Linked DNA regions of Mus musculus: all the other regions are linked to region 1. A link is a contact called in public HiChIP or PLAC-seq, Micro-C and promoter capture Hi-C data. All regions are on one chromosome and are shown on one strand. Each heading gives the region's core, a stretch centred on a gene start, on an enhancer-like site or on the middle of the called end of the contact. The rest is flanking DNA. Distances are from core to core; before and after follow the strand shown. Region 1 holds the start of Srd5a3 (steroid 5 alpha-reductase 3). Region 2 has its middle 18 kb from the start of Nmu. Region 3 holds the start of Nmu (neuromedin U). Region 4 overlaps Kdr (kinase insert domain protein receptor). Region 5 holds the start of Kdr (kinase insert domain protein receptor). Region 6 overlaps Clock (circadian locomotor output cycles kaput).

Region 1 (3,461 bases), core at 642-3,141:
GATGACATGAGAGTTTGGAGTTTCCTCCATGTGAGTGGGCTCAGGGGGAGGAAGGCAGACCTGTTTCCTAGCTTGGGCAGGGGATGAGCAGGGTTTCCAGCCTAACAACCCCAGAAAACTTCTTAGTTCACGGACTCAGACTGTGGTGGCATCAGTGTGTGTCCATCAGGAGCTTCCTATCTGGGGTCAGTAGATGTGTGTATGTCTCCCCGGGGAAAGCGTTGTCACACAACGGTTTCATTGACTGCTTTCTGTGTGCTCAGTCTCCATAGTTACCTACCAACAGCCACATGGCATTCTGCTGATACGGTGTTAGTGGGAGGCGGGGAGATGGCTCAATTGCTAAGATAAATACTGCTCTTGCTGAGACTCTGTATTAGTAACAATATCTTTTTGTTGTTGCTGTGATACAAAACAATGATCAAGAACAACTTACAGAAGAACGTGTTGGCTCACAGTTCCAGAGGAAGGGCCCGTGTTGTCAGGGGAGGCACGATAGCAGGAGGCTGGAGCAGGAACTCGAATGTCCTGGTTGCTTTTGTTAGTTTTGTCAACTTGACACAGGCCAGAGTTATATAACTGAGGAGAGGAAGCTTAACTATATTATTAATGATTATTGACATGGATGGGCCAGTCACACATACACACACACATACAATCTATAAATAAAAGTATTCTTTTTTTCCCCCACTCTGTAATCTTTTCTTTTTTTTTTTTAAGAGAGAAAATGGGAGTGTACCATAATTTGGCTAAACGCATCAAGGCAGATTTAGGGGTGTAGTCATTTTTCTGTTGAAAGCAAGGCTGTGATAAAGACTTGTATTATAGGGGTACACAATTGGATCCCATTTGCTTCCTCCTTTCTGAGTAGCCTGCATTACTCAAGGACCCGATAGCCTGAAATACCACTAAGCAGCTGTCAACAGGGAACCAGGCCTTCATCTAACACGTGATGGTGTTTTCCACTGATGCCTGAAAGACAGCATCTGAGCCAGATCCGTGGAGGGAGGTTTTTGGAGATTTGCTGTCTCATACCTTGCCTTCCCCCTCACCCCCACTGCCCCATGGACTCGAGCCAATGAGTGCATAAAGGTCTTCCAAATCTTTTCATTCCTAGCCATAAAGGCAGCAGACACAGCTAGTTAAACACTTTGTCCATGGAGCAGATGGGTGAAAAACGTAGGTCCATTGAGGGCATTACTCTGCTTTTCCACTCCAAAATCCAGAGTTTGCCGGAGCAGCTCCAGCCTACAGTTGACAAAGTGTAGAATTCCCTCACCGAGGTCTTTCCAGAGGTCATCCCTGAATTTACAGCGATCCCCATCTGGAGTATGCTAATGAATCTGGTGCTTCTGGTAGACCAGCGTGGTATTAAGATCCTTCGCATCTTGACTCCTGGGGGCCCCCTCTAGGGACCCAGCCAAGAATTCAGCCTGTACTTCAACCAAAATTTCTCTTCACACTTTTTCGCAGCAGTAATCCCGCAGTCAAAGTTTATAGAAACTTACACAGGCTGGTGAGAACCTGACCTCTAGAATAGGATCCCCGAAGCGCCACATGGTGGAAGGAGAGAACCAATTCCCCCCAAGCTGTCTTGGGCTCCCACCCACACCTCTTGGCATAGCTCCACTCCACTTAATAAATAGGTGTAACGTATCTCTACAAGACTTGGACTGTAGCACGTGGTCTCGCATGCTCCTGCAGAACTTCAAGTTGGAGTTGCATCTCGGAATTAGATTAGAGGCAGTACAAGTCTAAAGCGCAGCCTGCTCAAACCAGGTGAGCAGGAGCACAACCCAGCTCCTGAGCGCCTAGCCAGGGGCGGGGCCGCGCGTCCCGCCCAGGAGCCGCGTCACCGCCAAGCGCGCCGCCGAGGCGGGAGGGAGGGAGGGGGTGAGAGAAGGAGGGCGGCGCGGCGGCGCGCATCTGTAGCCGGCTCCCGGGCTATGGCTGGGTGGGCCGGGTTTGAGCTCTCGGCCCTGAACCCCCTGCGGACGCTGTGGCTGGCGCTGGCCGCCGCCTTCCTGTTCGCGCTGCTGCTGCAGCTGGCGCCCGCCAGGCTGCTGCCGAGCTGCGCGCTCTTCCAGGACCTGCTCCGCTACGGGAAGACCAAGCAGTCCGGCTCGCGGCGCCCCGCCGTCTGCAGGGCCTTCGATGTCCCCAAGAGGTAACGTCGGTGGCGGGGCGCGCCCGGCAGGGGGCAACAGAGGCGGCGCAGGCACGTGAGCCAGGGGCTGTCCCCGAGCCGTCCCCGGAAATGACAGAGCATCTCAAGTTGGCCCGGCCCCCAGGGAGCCGCCCTGACTTCTTTACCCCCAGTTTTCCGCTTCCCCTCCCCAGAACTTGAGGTCGTGGAAATTCATGGACTTGGAGGCAAGTTCTTCCTCGATTTCCGCAGTTCTCAGCCCGATCTGTCACAGTCAAGAAAGAAGTCCAGAGTGTGCTCCCCTGGGGCTGTGCAGACATCACTAACCTGCATCTCCACAGGTGCTCTGGCAAACTAGCCCAGTATGCCCTGCCCCAACCCATCCCGGAAGGCTCAGTAACCAAGTTGTGAAATACTAAAATCTTCCGGGGTACATATGGACTCCGCTGAGAATATGTGAGACCCGCCACATGGCTTTCCTTTCCTTTTCTTTCTTTCTTTCTTTTTTTTTTTTTTTTAACTCCACGATGAATTCAGTATGTAGATGGAGAAGTCATCTTAACACAGTATTCTAGATAATAAAGCTGTGTCATTTTTTTTTATGAAATTCATCACGCATTTGCATTTAGAATTGAATTGGAAGGAATGTGATGGGTTCTGACGGATTCATCTAGATTGCTTTAGAAATCTGTAGCCGTTGCCCACCTCTGCAGATGGCGGTGGGGCTATCAACTGGCCCCAGCTATGTCCTGACTGTTGGAGGGGGTCTTTCAGGGGGTTAGTGTGAGAGCAGAGTACCATGTCATTGTGAAGAATGAATGGTAAAGAGATTAAGACCCGGAAGAACTCTTCCTTAGAGGCCCAATTTTAAGACCATCCTACCGTCCTCTTATCCTCGGGTTTGATTGGCCTATATCCCTTATGCTATATAGCAATTTATTTTCTGACTTTTGAGAGAGGTTCTAGTGTCCCCAGAGTTCAAAGCACACTTAAAAATCACTTATACTCAGTCTCTCTGGATGGGACTCCTCAGCTGCTACACTCAAGTCTGCCTTTGTGTGACAGCCAAGAAAGAGGTGGGCCTTCCCTGTATTCATCCCGGTAACACTTGGTACTCTGGGCTTCTTCTAATTCTTAACAGTATTGTGAAATAATTATTCTTTCCTTCTTCCAGAACTCAGAGCAGAACTTCCCAAGGTGTTCAGGTGCTCCGAGGTGACAGGGCCTATTGTTTTTCCCTAAATTGAGTTGGTTTTTGTTTGTTTGTTTTTCCTTCAATACTGGAGAAGGTCCAACAAATCCAGGCCTATAAGGA
Region 2 (3,461 bases), core at 497-2,996, 240 kb after region 1:
TGCGTTGTGGTCTCTAGCACGTCTGTGAGCCAGCTTAGGCTGTTCAAGTGATAGTGCAGAGCTGTGTGCTTGTCCCCTCACTGCTGGTAGTTGGAATCTGTATGTAGAGCAAAGGCAGAGCCAATGGATAAAAAGTCAAAATAAATAGGTATTGTGCTGGCATGACAGATGAGCTTATAATTTCAAAGAGTAGATGAACAGCCCTGTGAGTCCCTTATTTCTACTATAAATCAGGATTGGTTTTAGCAAAGCGAAATGAATACTCACAGCAAGTGATGAGCAGGGCCTGTAGCCTTGGAGTTAGCTGAGTAAACAGAATGACATTGACAGATCTAGTTAATAAGGGAGCCAGCAGATGAGGTTGGAAAGATACACCCCAAAGAAAAAAAATTATATTAAAAAACCTGAGTGGCCATTTGACATGACTGTGCTTACTGTCTCAAGACCTCTTCTGGGTCATCGTGAGGGACTTTTATGGAGAACAAACCAACATAAGGGGAAAACACAAGGAGCCAGGGCCTGGATGGGAACTCGCGGGGATACTTCTGTATTATGCGTTTGATTTCCCTGGCAGTTAGTGCTACGGTAAGGAAGATGCAAGCTTTAAAAATAACCCCTTGCACAGAGTAGGCTTATTTAGCCTTCCCCAGCAAGCGATATCTGAGCACAAAACAGGTAGGGAAAGTGAGGAAGAACAGATTTGACTTAAAAACAATATCAACACGTGTATAAAATGTAGTCAGATTTTTACAAGAGGCCTTTAAAGAGTTCGGGACCAAATTGAGGGGGCATTTATTTCAACGATATTAATCTCCCTCGTCTCTTTTCTTCTCTTTGGTGGTAGGGAGCAAACTTGGGGTCTTGTGCGTGATAAAGAGACTGCTTTATCACTGAACCACAGTCCTCCTCCTTAATATTTCCTAAAAGAATCATTGCGATGTCAGAGGTGGTCTATGCAAAAATACAGAAGCGCAGCTAAGAACAACTGCCGTCAGCAGAATCCATCATGGAAAATTGTCCGGGGGAGAAGCACCCGCCCCCTGACTACAGAAAACCAATGTCCTCATTGAAGCATCACACTCTACTCGTGTGGATGGGACAATTAGCTCACTGAGATATCCCTCCACCCCCACCCCTCCCGTGATTCCACACCCACACCCAACCCCCACCCAGTTGGCCCCTGCACCTTCAAACTGGATGGCAGCACCCACATTAGCAGCACACGTGTAAAACATATGCCAAGGAAAACTTTGCCAAGGTTTACATACAAAGTGGGCCAGCTAGACTCTGAAGAGCCAGCCTCCAGAGAGAGGATGACCAAGACACTCTGTTCCTAAACTGTAATCTGTGAAATGGGATTAACTGTAACATCCAGTCTTGCTGGAAAAAGAACTTATACCCATAGATAAATATTGTCCTTGAAAATCACAGTAAGCATCCTTATGACCTTAAGAAAAAATGACCTGGACAAACCAACCGATTGAGCGAACACATCTAACTTTGGGAGTTTCCCCGAGACGCACTTAATGAATGGCATGTTTATTGAAGCCATACAGTCCGTGGCACACAGATGACTTGATTAACCCTGGAGTCATGTGTTGAGAGATGCATCATTTAGGTAATTTTGCCACAGTGACCAGAATTGTATACCCTTCTGCAGAGACCTGGGGTAGATGACTGTAGTATGGGGCAGCCTGTGCTCTCCTGGCTGGGAAGAATAAACAACCCAAGATTAATCTAGACACAAGACAAACTTACAAGATTGCAATTTGGGGAATGAGAATTAGCAGGCCACTCCTGTGGTGGCACACACACATACACACACACACACACACACACGCACACACATAGCCTGTGACAATAACTTTCTTTTATTTTTTCTTTTTCTAGCAAGTAGATGGCGTTCACTCTAAAATAATACAAGGTATGATATAGTGAATATACAAAGCAGTATTGTTTTATCTGTTATTGTCAGGTATTGCATACTATATGCAACTGTGCAATGCTTTAACACGACAGGCAGGCAGTGGATGTATTTACAAAACCATCCCACTAATGCATGAGTAATATGTTACACTTTACCACAGCTACCACGTCACTAGACTGAAGGAATTTCAGTTCTATATCAACGATGGGACCATTGCCACCTATTTGTTTGCACTGACTAACATATGACTCTGCAGTGAAGTTTGCTCTTATCACAGCATCCAGGACCCGCGGAGGCACACAAATCATAGGATTGTCCTCTCCTGGAGAACAGGGTGGATCTCCATCTGACTTAGGCAAAGAAGGGCTCAGAATGGGGACATGGTGTTAAGATGTGTAAAGAACAGATGTCTTGCAAATCAACTTCTAAAATATTTCTTAGATATCACCATCTACACTAAAACAAACAAACAAACAAACAACCCAACTTTCTAGCATCAGAATTGGAGTCAGGACCTGATTTTCCTGGGGGGGGGGTGTCACCATCTTGCCCATTACATCATTCAGACTTTCCTTCAGAAAGGTGAAAATGCCACGGACTTTGAACTTGGTGGACTGAGACATTGCAGAGCGGCCCCGGGAGTGTGGATAGTGTCCGAGTCAGAGCAGGCAAGGTCCCTTGAGAATCTCTCCTTTCCTTTGCCATGACAGCAAACGCTAACCTGTCTACCCTGTAGGAGCTCCATCTTATCAGCAAGAAACATTGCAAAAGCCGGGCAGTGGTGGTGCACACCTTTGATCCCAGCACTCGTGAGGCAGAGGCAGGAAGATTTCTGAGTTCGAGGCCAGCCTGGTCTACAAAGTGAGTTCCAGGACAGCCAGGGCTACACAGAGAAACCCTGTCTCAAAAAACAAAAACAACAACAACAACAACAAAAAGAAACGATGCAGAGTAGAAGCAGTCTTTTCTTTTTCTCTCTCTCTTCACAGTGTAACGTTTTATGAAATATTCTTTTCATCATGTGGTCTTCACAGGGAAAATAATAAATTCTTCAACTTTCTGAATGTCAAATTCTTTGTGCTGACAGTATTAACTTGGGGTTCTTACAGTTTTCTCCTTTGTGGCTCAAAAGGTAAGAGCACTTGACACCAAGACAGAAAACCTGAGCTTAGTAAAACCCCAGAACCCACATGGAGCTAAGCCACAGGCTGTGCTCAAACCTCCCCATGCTACACCATGGTGAGTGCACACACACACACACACACACACACACACACACACACACACACAAAATAAACATATCCTTAAAGTAATTAGTTAAATGTAATAAATTAGCGCATGTCTTCCTTTTTGTTAAAATAATACAAAGTGAAAACTGAGAGCAACATAAAGCCACTGTCAGCCAGAAGGGAAGAAATTGTTTTGATTAGTTGAAAGGACTAGGAAGACTCCAGCCTACACTTTAGTTCACTGAGGTCTAAATGAGGCATGTCTGGATAGCTACCTCAGCCTTCTCTGTTGACTCAATCCCTTT
Region 3 (3,461 bases), core at 272-2,771, 220 kb after region 1:
TTTCAGAGGACAACTGTGAGCCCTGGGCATTGAGCTCAAGTTCTCTTTTCTTTTCTTTGTTTTTTCTTTCTTCTCTCTCTCTCTCTCTCTCTCTCTCTCTCTCTCTCTCTCTCTCTCTCTCTCTCTCTCTCTCTTTTGAGACAGGGTTTCTCTGTGTAACCCTGACTGTCCTGGACTCACTTTGTAGACCAAGCTGGCCTGGAACTCACAGAGATCCATCTGCCTCTGCCTTCCACGTGCTGGGATTAAAGGTGTGCGCCACCACACCCAGCCTTAAACTTTGGTCTTCATGCTTGGTAGTAGGCACCTTTATCAGATGGGCTATCATACTGTCCCTGCCACCGTCTCTTTTGAACAGGCTTTCAGACAAGGGAGCCTGTTCTCCTTCAATGTCTCAGGAACAAAAATTAAAATGATGAAATGAAGGCAACAAAGACAGGCCAGGAAAAGAATACTCGTCTCTGTCCAGCTCTAATTGAGGGCTGGCTCATCTATGAGCTTCCACAGTTCTCTGCGGTTTGTGATGTTTTAAATCCTCAACATTTCTAAAAAATGAACAGCCTACTGACCTGGGCAGCAATCGGAGAATTCACATTTGTAACAAGGTAGTGTTTAGAATTTAAAGGACCCTCAGAAAGCAGGAATGACAGCCCCCCCCCCCCGCCCCCAACCAGGTTACCTGGTAACTAAATGTCCTTGACAGAATCAAAGGATACAATTTGCTCTGCCACTCATCTGGACCTCCCTCCCTGGTCTTGCTTTTCTTGTTTCCTGGGAGCCACATTCGGGAGGTCCCTGTTGCCATCAAATCCCACCTGCCTTGCCAGCTTTAAGTGCCCATCACTGGAAACCCGGATTAGCCTCAAGTGCTTCCTTCAACTTTCTGTGATGAGAACTCTAATCCTGAAAACCTGTAAGCCCGGGTCTCTGCTCCACTTTGTAACTCAACAGCCCGCCTCCCAGGAGGTGCAGTGCAGCACAACTTTATCTTGCCTCAGCAAGGGGAGCAGCGAACCTTTGTTTCAACCATCAGTCCCTCCAATAACTGCAATGAAAGGGAAAATGTTTTTAATTTTTTTAAACTCCCGTTATGGAGTCTGCAGCCCGCCCTGCACCTTCCTCAGCCGGAGACGTCTGCAGTCCTGGGCCAGATCCTGGCTTCAGTGGAAAGTGGATTCTAGAAGCCCAGAGAAGAAGCAAGGAAGGTAGAGGAGAGAAATCGGTGCAGTGGCAGCCTGAGGGGGTCCCGTGAGGTGGTAGTGGTTGGGGGGATGGGGGTGGGGGAGGGCGGCATCTTACCTTTGCAAGCGTCTGCACAGCAGGCGAGCAGCAGCAGCAGTGACAGGAGAGGAGATGCGGTTGCAGCAGCCAATTGTCCTGCGGACAGCCCTGGACGGTGACCCGCTGCTCGCGACATCTCCTTCCCTCCAAGCGGCTCTGGACTGGGGACCTGGTACCCTGTGTTGTGCGGGTGTTTTAGCTGTCCCTCAGCGTGTCCTGTGCGCCTCCTCTTGCTGAGCTCAGACACCAAAGTGACCATCTCCGCGCGCCACCAACTTTTAAATCTGGCGCACACGTGGGCTGGGCTGGCGTGGTCTTCACGCGTGACCTCGCCGCCCCTGGCTCCCTGGCGTCACCCGGACCTGCTGCCGCCCCCGCAGGACACGCGCTCCCTGGCCGAGTGTCTGACTCAGGACACCACGCAGTTGGCTCTGAGCTGGAGAATGGAATTAAACCATGGCGGTCCACTCCCACCTGTGGAAGGACTTGGGTGGGAGCCGGAGGGGGTAGCAGCCTCCCAGAGCCTGAGATCAGGGTGGTCAAGTTGGAAGAGGTGGCCACACTCTCCCTTGTGTCGCCTGAGATGCCACAGTATACCCAGCCGGCCCATTTGTCCCCCTGCTGTCTAGGCACACTTCTCTTCTTTCCCTGGGAAACACAACGCCCAATGCCCAGGGCATCAGAGTGATGCTACTTCCACCACAATGTGGGTGAAGATGATACCATCTAAACCTCCAAATGCCTGCAAAGTCCGAATCCATTCCTAGAGACGCAGTAAAATGGTGCTGAGGAATGGGGAGGGCTTGGGATTGGGTGCAGTTGCAGAGGTTAGAAGGTGGGGCACCCAAGGCTCAGGTGGCCATTCTGCCCGAAGGATGCTCTTCTCTCTAATTTACTTTGGAACCTCACTTCCGCTATTCCCACACTCCAGGAACCAACCTCTTAACAGGACACTGAGAAATACAATTCTAATTTCCTTCTGCAGAAAAAAAGGGCATCTGATCTTGTTTAACCTCCTTTTGAAAGGCGAGGAGCTCGGAGGAAAGGGCAGGACGGAAGCACATTGCTGTTTTTGAACGGGGCATCTTGGGGTCATGTAGCCACGGACTTTCTCGTGCAATTTCATTTAATATTCATGACATATCTGCAGTGTAAAGTTCTTTTTAAGAAAGAAAGAAAGAAAGAAAGAAAGAAAGAAAGAAAGAAAGAAAGAAAGAAAGAGGGGGCTGGAATGATGCTCAGCGGCTAAGAGCAGTCAGTGCTCTTCCTGAGGTCCTGAGTTCAATTCCTAGCAACCTTTCTCTCTTTCTTTCTTCCCTTCCTTCCATCTTTTTCTTCCTTCCTTCCTTCCTTCCTTCCTTCCTTCCTTCCTTCCTTCCTTCCTTCCTTCTTTTCTCTTTTTTAGATTTATTTATTTATTTTATGTATATGAGTGCACTGTTGCTATCTTTCTTCAGACAACCTAGCCTGGGAAGGAGCACGGACATAGGTTTCTTCCTCGCCTCGGTTTCCTGGCATCTGGCATGAATGTGTGACCCACTATAACATAAGCAAGACAGGTACTTTGAGGGAATCACAGTTTAGTAGGAGGAGCATTTACCTTTAGGGAACTAAAGGTAAGGTACTGCCAAATCATACCCAAGAGCTGCGCAGTTCTAGGGAGAATGGGCTGCTACTGGAAATACAGAGAGTAGTAGGAATGAAACCCTGAAGATCAATTAAAAGAATACCATTACTATTTTTAAGTTAATTTTATACAAGAAACCATTAGAAAGGCAAGATCATAAGGACTTGATGGATGAGAACATATTTATTGAAGATTCCTTACATTTTGATTTACTCCCAAAGCAATAAATGGATTGATGCGATTGATACATTGTATCTAAGGGACCTAGGGATGGGTTAGGGGGTCAGGAGACAGGAACGTTGTGCCTCATGTCTCCCAGAGGTCTCTGAGAGATCCCAGGTCTCAGCAGCCAGTATGGTATGAGTTTCCCATGACCACCCAGTGCTGTCTTCACCACACCCCACCTCCCCCCAGTGCCAGGAATGTCAAAGGAAATGCATGCTTGACTTGAGCTGGGCTGCTCTGAGTGCTCTCAAATGTGTTCCTGCTGCACGTGTGTGAGAGTGTTCTGAGGTGTATACCTAGGGGCGGAGTTACTAAGTCAAAGGGGATG
Region 4 (3,461 bases), core at 429-2,928, 210 kb before region 1:
CATACACACAGACACACATACATACATACATACACACACACACACATACACACACATACACACACACAGCTACTTTTTAAATCATAACATTGGGGAGAATGCCTTAGCAAGATGGTAGGGTTGAAGAGTAATGAAATCTGGATATTTCTCCGACTACAGGGAGAAGAGTCACACATCATAAATAGAACTGCCATGTTGACAGTCTGCTTGCCAAAAAAAATAAAAAATTAGACCTTGCTTTACTTTGTGTATGAAAAGAAACCTCTGGTGGATGAAAATCTAATAAAAAACCCTAAATTTTGGTATTACTTTAGATTTGAGGAGAAGTACTTCATAAAAAAAGCAAATAAAACCCTGAAAGCTATTTTTTTAAAAAAAAAAGATAGCCATATTTGATTAGATAAACATTTCAAACTCTTATATTTAAGAAAACATGTCAGTGAAGTCCAGACACGGTAGTGCATGCCTGCAATCTGCACTGTGGAGATGGAGAGAATAGAACCGGAGCTCTGTGCTATCCTTAGCTACATAGGCAGATAGGGGCCAGCCTGGGCTGAAGACCGTCTTTCCCAAACACAAGAAAATCATGGTCAGCATTGCTAGAGGTGGAGACCCAGGCTAGCACCAGGGATTTGCTTTGCTCTTTGTATTCAGACAAAAGCAGTCCCTCAAAATGTCGATAACGGATCTTACACTCTGACCTTAGCTAGACAGTGAAGTGTTCCTGCATCTGCTCCAGGATCTCACACCAGAGATCTGAGGTTCACTGGGAGGCCACACAACTACACATCCCACGGGCTCGGGATGTGACAAGGACGTGTTTCTGTATGAATTATGATTGTAACGAAGACGAGGCATGGAGCTGTTGTGATAAGATGATAACACTGGGTCTCTTTACTCAGAATACGTTTATTGGTTTATAAAGCATATAAACATTTGATGAAATCATTCCTCCTAAGAACAGAGAACAAGGACACGTAGAACACACTCACATTATACCTGACTCCTCCTCCTCCTCCTCCGTTTGAGATGAGAGAGACGGTAGGGTATATAGCTGCATATTCCATGAAAGGATTCCTTCGAGTTTCTCAAAGTCTTTAACAAAACAACAGCGGCTGCTGAAAGCCTTGTAATCTCTCTAGTGGTACATAATACTGATACAAAAGGTGGGTAGTACAAAGTTCATTATATATAATATAACGTTTTAATATATTACATTTGTTCTACATAACAGACTATAAATAGATGTGCCATAGCATGTTTAACAGTCATTGCTCCCAGCTCTTCACACTATGGTACCAAATGAAAAGAACAGTTTCTTTCTTTCTTTTTTTTTTTAACATAAGCACACAGGCAGAAACCAGTAGACATAGTTTTATAGGTTAAAATTCTAAAGGATACAGTAGATGTTATCATAACCTCGGCTAAAAAGTAATTTCGAAATCTGGCTAGTGATTATCTGGAGAGCAAACCAACCAATTAAGATTTTTCTGCCATCAGGAAGCCACAAAGCTAAAATACTGAGGACTTGGGGGCCTGACAGGAGTGGAGATAGAGGAAGAACACCAGCCTGAGCCTTTACCGCCACTTGACAGAGAACCCTCAGACACTGCCACCAGGGCAGCCACGTGGGTCTCCACCCAGCAGAAACCCTGAGTTTCTGTTCTGTTCTCACAATTCTTCGGCCCCGTCAGGAGCCTCTGCCGACGTTCCTCTCTTTTGGTGTTCTGAATTAAGGCACAGCCTGAGAGATGAGGAAGGAGCAAGCTGCATCATTTCCTTCCTGGGGCCAGGCCAGGAGACACGTAAGAGTCCGGAAGGAACTCTCATTAGGAGTAGGAAACGCCACAGGGAACTCGCCTGTAACCCGACTGTGAAGAGCACGCAAACCTTCCAAAACCAAACCCTGCCGGCCGCCTTTGCGTTTCCTGACAGGCCACAAGCCCACCTCCACCAGAGCCAGCACAATGCATCTGCAGGCTCCAACCGCTCTCCGAGCGAGCTTGCGCCTTCCTTCCTCCCAGTCCACATCCCACACTTAACACTTGGCTCATAGCCCGCATCCTCCACAAAGCCTCCAAGGTAGACAGACTCGGCCCTGGGACATCTCACCCATCCTCAACACACAAAGCATTGCCCATTCGATCCAGTTTCACAGAGGTGCCGTTGCCACTTCTTGGAGGACAGAGCCACTGTTTGAAAGTCTTTTGCTTTAACTGGTAGTGAGACCACAGCAGGGCACATTATATAGGACTTTTAAATGAATGGAAAAGAGAGTAGAGTCAACACATTCTTGGGTCATGGGCATCTTCTCTGGAAATGCCCTGAGGACAAGCTCCTTGCAGTCTGAGGTCCCTCCTCCAAAAATGAAAATCAAATGTGGCTACTTCCGGGTGGTGGAAAGAACAACACTTGAAAATCTAAGCAGCACCTCTCTCGTGATTTCCAGGAGTTGGGGGCGGAGCCGGGACAGGACCACTTCCATTTAAACAGGAGGTGAGCGCAGTGTGGTCCCTGAGTCAGCGTGAACTGCAGCATCCACCATCTTTAAAAGTCCTGCCTCGTCGCTGGAGTACACGGTGGTGTCTGTGTCATCTGAGTGATACCCAGACTGGTAGCCACTGGTCTGGTTGGAGCCTTCCGAGGCCACAGACTCCCTGCTTTTACTGGGCATCATTCCACTGTAGAAGAAACAGCAAGCGAATGAATTAAAAAGGGAAGCCGGCTCATTTGCTTTACACAGTCACCAAAGCCCGAGCTCAAGGAAGTAGAATCCCCTCCAGAGACACTAGCCCCTCTCTCTCATTCCCTAATCAGCCTCAGACAAGGTCTACTCTCAGGTACTGGCATGAGCTAGTAGTCGCAGATAAGTCCTCTTATTCGGGTCCAAGTCTTTCAAGCTTGAGACGAGATAAAAGGCCGTTCTGCTGAGGTATGCAGAGCCCCCAACCAATGGAAGAGTTTTACAGCCTTGACGATTGACAAGTTTGTCTACAGTGATAGAAGTCACAGGGTCTCTTTCATGATATTAAACGATATCGGGATGGTCTAAAAGTTCATTTGTGTTTTTCCTGTTCGGTCACCTAGGGAGCTAAGTGGTCTATAAAAGATGTTAATAAATTTGTAGAGGGGGAGAAAAAAAAAAAAAGCTAGTGTACAGTCAGGCCAGACATGTCAAAAACTGTTTTTTACTCATCCAAACCAAATTCTTTGGACAAATTGGGGGTTCAGTCACTCAGCAGCAACTGGAGAATGTTTCCAATGACATAGTAGTCATGTCAAAGCTAACAAACGTGGGCTGTGTGGACCGAAAAGCTCGGGCTTTGCCCTCGAAGGGGTCTTATTCTTATTATTCATGATAAAAGCCACAGAGAGAGTTTGTTTACTCTGTGTTCAAATACGGTTTCATGTAAGTTCAAAGAACCACAAGTATGTTTCCCCTCCCAGCCCCGCTCTTCACT
Region 5 (3,461 bases), core at 565-3,064, 160 kb before region 1:
CAGCTCATTCTGACTGCAAGAGGTACATATGCTACTATACAATAAAAGCCCTTTTATGTTCAAATCCGATAACCAACATTAATTAATTTGTGCACTGTTATCCTTCCCGCTCAAAGACCAGAAGGAAAAACAACAGCGGCTCTGTCTCGAGACTTGGATGGCACCAATTATAGCCCAATCCAATTAAGCAAGTCACACACTCCAAAAGGGCAACCTCCATCTTATTCAGAGAACGGGACGCTGTTAAGCTGCTACACTAGGAATTCTCTGGGCTTTAAAGCAACTTGCTTCTCTATGGAACCCAGGGCAAGCACATGTTCCAGGCTGTCTTTCTCTTCCCAGAAAGGGGGAGAGTGCGGCCTTCTCAGGAACAAGAGGGCACTCGTGGTGGAGCTAGCCTGATGAACCAAGTCATTATGAGGAAAACTCAATAGCTCTAGACAGGCGATCTTGGCGCCGTATGTCAGTGCCAATGCTTTTAAGCCATGCGATTCTCTTAGGGCGCAAGGAATGTTTCTGCAGAATTGACTTCTTTTTTCCTGATTCTCCATTCTCCAATGGGTGGAGATTGGAAATCTGCAAACTGTGGCTTCAAAAAGGAAATGACAGAGAAATAGAGGAGGAAGAGGAGGAGGAAAAGGAAGAGGGAAAGGGAAGGGAAGGGAAGGGAAGGGAAGGGAAGGGAAGGGAAGGGAAGGGAAGGGAAGGGAAGGGAAATTATTGCACAAAAGCCCAAGAGCGAGTGTGGGCCTAACCTTGAAGCAGAGGGCATTTTAAAACAAGAAAAGTGACCTATAACTAGGTGCCAAGCTCAAGAGTTTCTGAGACTTTCAGAGTTTACCCCAGGACCAGCGCTTTGGAGTCGGTAAGTGGAGAGTTATTTAGTTTAATACACCTGGAGAAGCTGTCACAGAAGAGAAAGCCGCGTCTTCCTCCTACCAGCAAAAATAGCATTCTGCATCAAAGAAAGTTGAGGGAGGAAAGTGTTGCTCTATGAAGAGACCTCACCTCACATAGTCCGTGCGCTTACACGCTGGAGCTAAAGGGGAGCGGAGCCAGAGGCGGATTCCCTGCCCCACACTAGGGCGGTGGGCAACAGCACGGAGTGATTGATGCCAGCCGGGCCGCTTGGCTTGAGCTGGCTTCCCAGCGTTTGACCGCCTGTTCCTGCCAGTGGGAGCATCTCCTGCCCCGGCTCAGGCCGCCTTTCCACTCCTGCCTACCTAGCGCCAGGGGCTGTGACGGCTCCGCAGGACACGCTCCAACCGATGCCCGGGGGAGAGTAGAATCCTGGCTGAGTCATTTCGGAAGAGTCTTTGAACCTCAGTTTCCCCATTGGTAAGTGAAAGAACACCCAAGGGAGGAGGGTCTCTAGAGCTCTACGAGTTAGGTCCTCTTCTATTCCCACTCTCCGCCCGCACCCTACTTCTCCGCCTTACTACTAAAGAGTGGGCTTCTTACCCACAGAGGCGGCTCGGGTCTCCACGCAGAACCACAGAGCGACAGCTAGCAGCGCCTTGCTCTCCATCCTGCACCTCGCGCTGGGCACAGAGCCCAGTTCTCAGGCACAGACTCCTTCTCCGTCCCTGGCCCGCAAAGAAGTCACAGAGGCGGTATGCGCCCCCGCAGCGCAAGACCGGGGAGAGCGCGGGGCACCGGCGCCCTGGCTCCAGCCGCGGCTGCAGCGGTGTCCGCGGAATCGGGTCAGCCAGGTTATCCCGGCTGCGGGACACAGTCTGGGCTTTCAGTCCTGCCGGGTAGCGGTCCGCGCGATCTAAGGAAACACAGCTTACTCTCTTGGGGTCCTGAGGACTCAGGGCAGAAAGAGAGCGCCGGCTACACACTAGCGAATGGGGGCGGGGTCATTACCGGGAGGGGTGGGGACTCCCTGCGTCCGGCCACGCCCCCCACTGGATACCAGGTTTGGGTTTCCCGGTTTCCCACGCCCACTCCCCCACTACCCCGGAACTGTGCCGGGCGGCAAGTCGCATCTGAGAGCAAATCTGGACGCAGCTCGGTTTCTGGTGGAAGTAAAATGTAGCCAGTAATGGGCTCTGAGACACTTGCTGCCCCCAGCAACCTGGGAAGCATCACCAGAAACACGAGGCCCACTGCGCCCTCATTAGGAGCCTGCAAGTGCAGAACTCTCTTCGCCGCTGCACTGAAAGTCCCAAGGGACCAAAAATCCGCCCGCAGTTGGGAGCATGAAGACAAGAACCCCTGAACCTAGATGTACTCGGGGCACAAACTTGCAGTGAGTTGGTCAGTACTTGGAAGTTTTGTTTTATGGTGCTTTGGCCACCGCATCCCCCGCCCCGTCTGAATGTTTTAATTAGAAGATAGGCGCTTATCCAGGTTGCCAACGCCTCTACTGTTTTCTCGTCCATCTGGCAACTTTAAATCGTCCGAAGTTACCTGATTAGCCCTAGAAGACATTTCGGTTGTGAACTCCTGCCTGGCTCGGTCCAGAAAACCCATAGCAAGGAGATGCAGGGAGCTGGCGGTGGTCAGGGCTCCAGGGCAAATGCACAGAGAAGAGCCCCCGGTCCTTCTCCAGTGGCTGCTAGAGTGCTTTTGTCTACCCAGTTCCATGACCACGGTCCCCTACAGTAACTTTGGCCAGGCCCCTTTTCAGAGCTGACCTTTCAGCCAAGATATGCTTGGGGGGAAGAGAAGGGAGAGTTTCTTGCCAGAGGCGCCAGTGTAGGAACAAAGAGGAAACCGGTCCCATGTGAACAGTCCCCCCCCCCCCCCCAGCTATGTAGACTTCAAGTAGCGACTAGAGAGGAACAGCAGCCTTCACCCCTCGTTTTCTTTCCATTCCTTTCCTTCCACGCCTGGGAAATGACAACAAATATCTTGTGACATGTTTTACTCCTGGCAAAAACCAAATGCATTTAGAATGATAGTTTAAAGGACAGTCTTTCAGCCAGACAAAGAGATAAGATTATTGTCTCTACATCGGATCTAAACTACACTGATATGCATGATTAATGATGTAACATGGTGCTTTTCTTTAAAAAAAATAAGGGGGGAAACAGGCATGCTCCTTTATCACGTGCCTAAGCCTCAAGTATGGTGCCAGAAGCAGGTGGCAAACCAGGAGGGTTTGTAAAATCCAGGTTCACTATAAAAACATGTCAACACATAGCGAATCTATATAATAAAATTATACTTGAAGATCTTGGGCATGTTTGGTGTGGGCATCCTCATTTAGCAGAGGCATGCCTGGTCTGCTCACATTTAGCTTTGTTGTATATTCAGCTCCTCACGAATGAAAACTCCGTATGAAGGCTGCTTGGTGTACCTATCGACAGCGTTCTGAAGGTTCTGGCTTGTTCTTTTTATCGGTGTTCCCCTGGGTGTGTGGCCTCTTAGCTAAGAGGTGTATTTACTTGTGAACAGGGTAGAATGTTTAAGGAAACTTCTCTTGCAGAGAGTAAAACAAACTCAAACAAACC
Region 6 (3,461 bases), core at 708-3,207, 140 kb after region 1:
TTCTCTTAATAGAAGACCATTTCAACAATTCAAATGATACATTTTTACAAATATTATATACGCTCTCTGTATAGTATCCAAATAAATATGAGAACCTCTTTTCTTTTCTATAAAACTACCTTGTTGCTATACCATGTTAAAAATATGACATAATTTCTAAATGCACATTAAAAATGATGCAATGTGACTTCAAAGTAAGAAACAGATATCAAACATAACTAAAACCACAGATTTTGTTTTTGTTTTTTAAAATCCATTAACTTAAAAAGCCAAATGTGTGTGAATCCCTTAGGTCTCAAAAAATTTGAGAGGGAAAAAAAAAAAACTGTAGCAGCTTAAAAGTATAGCTTTTCATTAGTAGCACAAATCTTTAAGGGATCTATTAAGAAATCTGATTTTGTAACAATACTACTAAAACACAAGGCTTAGAACTTGCTCATGAGAGATATAGACAAGTGTAAGTGTGTGTGTGTGTGTGTAAACATGCAATATATACATATATATGTATATATTTACTCAATGTACATTGCATATTTGCATGAAAATGACCTTCAGTAACTCTGCATAAGAAAAAAAACCACAGATACACAACTCCATGTTGCAAGTGAAAATTAAAGAAGCACATACCACACCACACAGCATTTTCACAGGGCTGCTAAAACAAACTAACACACACTTAACTTAATAACTTAATAATGAATATTTCTTTTTATCCATCCCATCAATGAGACTATACTTAAAATGTCACCCAAAATAAATAATCTCCTTTTCGAGGCTTGAATAGTTCTGGGGTTCTTGCAGTATAATTACTTCATTAAAAGGACAACTGTGATAGAAACAAATGCAGAAAGCTACATCCAGACACTAGACAGTTTTGGAAATCCTGTAGAAGAGGAGGAGAAAGGATTGTAGGAGGGGTGGGGGTGGGGGACCTGTCAAGGACACAACACAGAATCAGCTAGCTAACCTGGGCTCACAGGGGCTCAGAGAGACTGAACCATCAACCAGGAAGCCTGCCTGAGACTGACCTAGGCCCTCTACACATTACAGTTGTGTAGCTTGGTCTTCCTGTGGGACTCCTCACATTGAGAGCAAGAGCTGTCTCTGACTTCTGATACTTACTGGGCTGCCTCATCTAGCTTTAATAGGATAGGATGTGCCCAGTCTTACAGCAACAATTGGATATGCCATGGCTGGTTGATGTCCATGGGAGGCTTGCCCTTTTCTGAAGAGGAGGAGTAGATTTGAGGGAAGGGAAATGTGGGAGGGGGAAGGGACTGGAAAGAGAAGAAGGAGGGGAAACTTCAGTAGGGATATAAAATTAATTAATTTTTTTAAAGGACAGTTGTTTTGAATTATTAAAACCTGTTAACTGCCAAGTCACTTTTGTACAACTAAGTAGACCAAGCACATTCACAACCATCTGACTAACTCAAACACTCTGACCACAGACTATTTAGAAAACATAGGCCATAAAATATTTTCTTTTTACTAAAATAACTACTACACTTATTTGTACTTAAGACAAAATTAACACTTATTAAGCTATAAGACTTAGGGCTGGAGAGATGATTTAGCAGTTAGGAGCACTGACTGCTTTTCCAGGGGTCCTGAGTTCAATTCCCAGCAACCACATGGTGGCTCACAACCATCTGCAATGGGATCTGATGCCCTCTTCTGGTGTGTCTGAAGACAGCTACAGTGTACTCATATACATTAAAATCTGACTTAAACTACACACTACATATATGATTACTTTTTATATTATACTTTTAATATCCATGTTATTATACTTTTTATATCTGTGTGTGTGTGTGTGTGTGTGTGTGTGTGTGTGTGTGTGTGTGTGTGTGTGTGATTACTTTATCTTAGTCTTAAGTGACTCAGTATGAAACAATGGCAAGTCAAGGCTACCTCTGAATCTGTAGTGTGACAGGCAGATAAGGCTCAAGCTACACACACTGATCTTTGCAGCCACTAAGAAGCAACTGTGTGAGGACCATGCAGATGTTCAGAGTGCACACTACTTCTCAAGCAGAAAGCTGTGCCTGACTGCAGATCTCAACATGAATCTTCGTTAGAAAGCTGACCTTGATGTACACAACACAGTCTGGAGAAGTCTACTGATTCTCTTCACATTCACTTACTCTTTCTGTCATCTCTATATGCTGAACCCATATAGTGAATTTATACTACACATGTTACATTTTTCAGTTCTGAAATTCCATTTGATTCATATTCTAAATCTCATTCGATTTTCAAATACTAGAAGCAAACCCTAACCCCCATTTTCCACTTATATCAAGTGCTTAGCTTTAACTCAAGGCTTGTTTAAGGTCCTTCTTATCACTCTATTTTGTGGCACAATTTCCTTTTTCTTTGTATGTCAAGAAAATTTGCCCTGTATTCTAGACACTCCAAACATTGCCCCAGGACTTGAGGCTCTCGTAAGGCCCCCTGGGACTATGACTTTAGGTTCGGATCACAGACCCTCAGTTAGCCTTCTGGGGGTGGTGGTCCCCATGCAAGTTCCAATGTTTAAAGCTTCTGCTTCGCTGTTTGGGGGTCACCCCATCTATGTGCATAGCTTGAGCTGTGGTTTATCTTATAGGTCATTCTCTGCTTCCTTATATATAAACATGAAAATTTTAAAGATTTTTAATAAGGAAGGCTACAAAGAAAAGTAGCAGACTATGCCCCAAATACGTTTATAACATTTGGTCTAAGTTCACAAGGACACTAAAATCCCACCATATTACAAGTAAGAAAAAAAAAAAAAAAAAAAAAGCATGCCTCTGAGCTCAGAGAGAAGACTGAAGATACCGAGTGAAGTCCATACAGTTGTTAAGACTGACCAGAGTGCCTGCGGAAGCTTCCAAAGGCACGTATCCCGTAATCTGACAAGGTCAGCTTCTGGGTTTTACCCAAAATGAAAAGTAAGTACATGAACACGAGCAGTTGCAAACCAGACCCAAGTATTACAGCAACTCCATTATTACTATTTAAAAAGACGGAACATAGTAGGGTGCTCCAATCTGACAGAAATTGGGAATGCCGATCTCATCAGTATCTAGCTTTCAGTGTAGGGGAACTTCAAAGGGTTAAAAAGCTAAAGGCCCATCACAGTGTAGAGAGAAACCAAGAGAGCAATACAAATGAAGCAATACAAAGTATCCTACAGAATGGGCATACATGTACACATAGGTATGCCCTAAAACCTAGGAAAGAAAGGAAATGTGTTAGAGACAAAACTATGGTTTTGTCCAGAGAGGAACAGTACATTCCAAAGCCAAGCATCAGCAAGAACAGAGCATCTGTATAGCCGTGTAAAATTAAAGAAGTACAGGGCAATTTTCAGAGTGTGTGTGTGCGTGCGTGTGTGCGTGCGTGTGTACCTGGTTTTTTTTTTTGGGGGGGGGAGGGTAGGTGAGGTAGGCAAGAAAAGAAAGTCAAAAGGGAAA

Evidence for each region. Promoter capture Hi-C pulls out the DNA fragments that hold promoters and counts their contacts. Hi-C and Micro-C count contacts between places; a contact is called where the count stands out from the background. HiChIP or PLAC-seq counts read pairs in DNA pulled down with a chosen protein or histone mark. Capture Hi-C pulls out chosen DNA fragments and counts their contacts.
Region 2: a FOXA1 HiChIP or PLAC-seq map of pancreatic cancer cells shows a contact between it and region 1. The contact joins the enhancer-like site here to the promoter of Srd5a3 in region 1. A contact is called at or near these places in 4 of 39 promoter capture datasets (HPC-7-derived erythroid cells, embryonic stem cells, liver and 1 more), 1 of 484 Hi-C or Micro-C datasets (the AML12 cell line), 2 of 115 datasets of contacts at active chromatin or transcription factors (the SCID.adh cell line and pancreatic cancer cells) and 1 of 9 other capture datasets (embryonic stem cells).
Region 3: a contact with region 1 is called in a promoter capture Hi-C map of embryonic stem cells, with 2.9 times the contacts expected there. The contact joins the promoter of Nmu here to the promoter of Srd5a3 in region 1. A contact is called at or near these places in 5 of 39 promoter capture datasets (embryonic stem cells and liver), 2 of 484 Hi-C or Micro-C datasets (muscle stem cells and trophoblast stem cells), 2 of 115 datasets of contacts at active chromatin or transcription factors (craniofacial prominence and embryonic stem cells) and 2 of 9 other capture datasets (adipose tissue and pancreatic islet).
Region 4: a contact with region 1 is called in an H3K27ac HiChIP or PLAC-seq map of microglia, with 5 times the contacts expected there. The contact joins the enhancer-like site here to the promoter of Srd5a3 in region 1. A contact is called at or near these places in 2 of 39 promoter capture datasets (liver and macrophages), 6 of 115 datasets of contacts at active chromatin or transcription factors (bone marrow-derived macrophages, embryonic stem cells, heart atrium and 2 more) and 4 of 9 other capture datasets (adipose tissue, embryonic stem cells, liver and 1 more).
Region 5: a promoter capture Hi-C map of adipose tissue shows a contact between it and region 1. The contact joins the promoter of Kdr here to the promoter of Srd5a3 in region 1. A contact is called at or near these places in 2 of 39 promoter capture datasets (macrophages and neural stem cells), 3 of 484 Hi-C or Micro-C datasets (all in embryonic stem cells), 4 of 115 datasets of contacts at active chromatin or transcription factors (bone marrow-derived macrophages, embryonic stem cells and microglia) and 3 of 9 other capture datasets (adipose tissue, liver and pancreatic islet).
Region 6: a contact with region 1 is called in a Micro-C map of granulosa cells, with 2.8 times the contacts expected there. The contact joins the enhancer-like site here to the promoter of Srd5a3 in region 1. A contact is called at or near these places in 1 of 39 promoter capture datasets (the C10 cell line), 15 of 484 Hi-C or Micro-C datasets (DN3 thymocytes, the G1E-ER4 cell line, Th1 cells and 9 more), 3 of 115 datasets of contacts at active chromatin or transcription factors (the HPC-7 cell line, epiblast stem cells and fetal liver) and 3 of 9 other capture datasets (adipose tissue, liver and pancreatic islet).

What each region holds. Positions count from the first base shown.
Region 1 is chr5:76,138,382-76,141,842 of GRCm38.p6, forward strand. It overlaps Srd5a3 (steroid 5 alpha-reductase 3), which reads left to right and starts at 1,892. Exons shown (of 6, transcript NM_020611.4): 1 at 1,892-2,167. The coding sequence starts at 1,947.
Region 2 is chr5:76,379,910-76,383,370 of GRCm38.p6, forward strand. No RefSeq gene overlaps it. Among named protein-coding and RNA genes, the nearest start is that of Nmu, 18 kb to the left of the region's middle. Within about 2 kb of position 1,747, at least 8 of the 459 cell types and tissues checked have an H3K27ac peak or open chromatin away from gene starts, as enhancers often do. A contact at or near this core is called in pancreatic cancer cells, where this site is marked.
Region 3 is chr5:76,362,256-76,365,716 of GRCm38.p6, forward strand. Nmu (neuromedin U) reads right to left here and starts at 1,522. Exons shown (of 10, transcript NM_019515.1): 1 at 1,300-1,522. The coding sequence starts at 1,417.
Region 4 is chr5:75,931,938-75,935,398 of GRCm38.p6, forward strand. It overlaps Kdr (kinase insert domain protein receptor), which reads right to left. Exons shown (of 30, transcript NM_010612.3): 30 at 890-2,681. The coding sequence ends at 2,486. Among named protein-coding and RNA genes, the nearest start is that of Gm32727, 44 kb to the right of the region's middle. Within about 2 kb of position 1,679, at least 91 of the 459 cell types and tissues checked have an H3K27ac peak or open chromatin away from gene starts, as enhancers often do. A contact at or near this core is called in adipose tissue, bone marrow-derived macrophages, heart atrium and 2 more, where this site is marked.
Region 5 is chr5:75,976,641-75,980,101 of GRCm38.p6, forward strand. Kdr (kinase insert domain protein receptor) reads right to left here and starts at 1,815. Exons shown (of 30, transcript NM_010612.3): 1 at 1,462-1,815. The coding sequence starts at 1,528. It overlaps Gm32727 (a long non-coding RNA gene), which reads left to right and starts at 692. Exons shown (of 3, transcript XR_868500.2): 1 at 692-1,338.
Region 6 is chr5:76,282,159-76,285,619 of GRCm38.p6, forward strand. The region is part of intron 2 of Clock (circadian locomotor output cycles kaput); the gene reads right to left. Among named protein-coding and RNA genes, the nearest start is that of Clock, 21 kb to the right of the region's middle. Within about 2 kb of position 1,958, at least 10 of the 459 cell types and tissues checked have an H3K27ac peak or open chromatin away from gene starts, as enhancers often do. A contact at or near this core is called in granulosa cells, where this site is marked.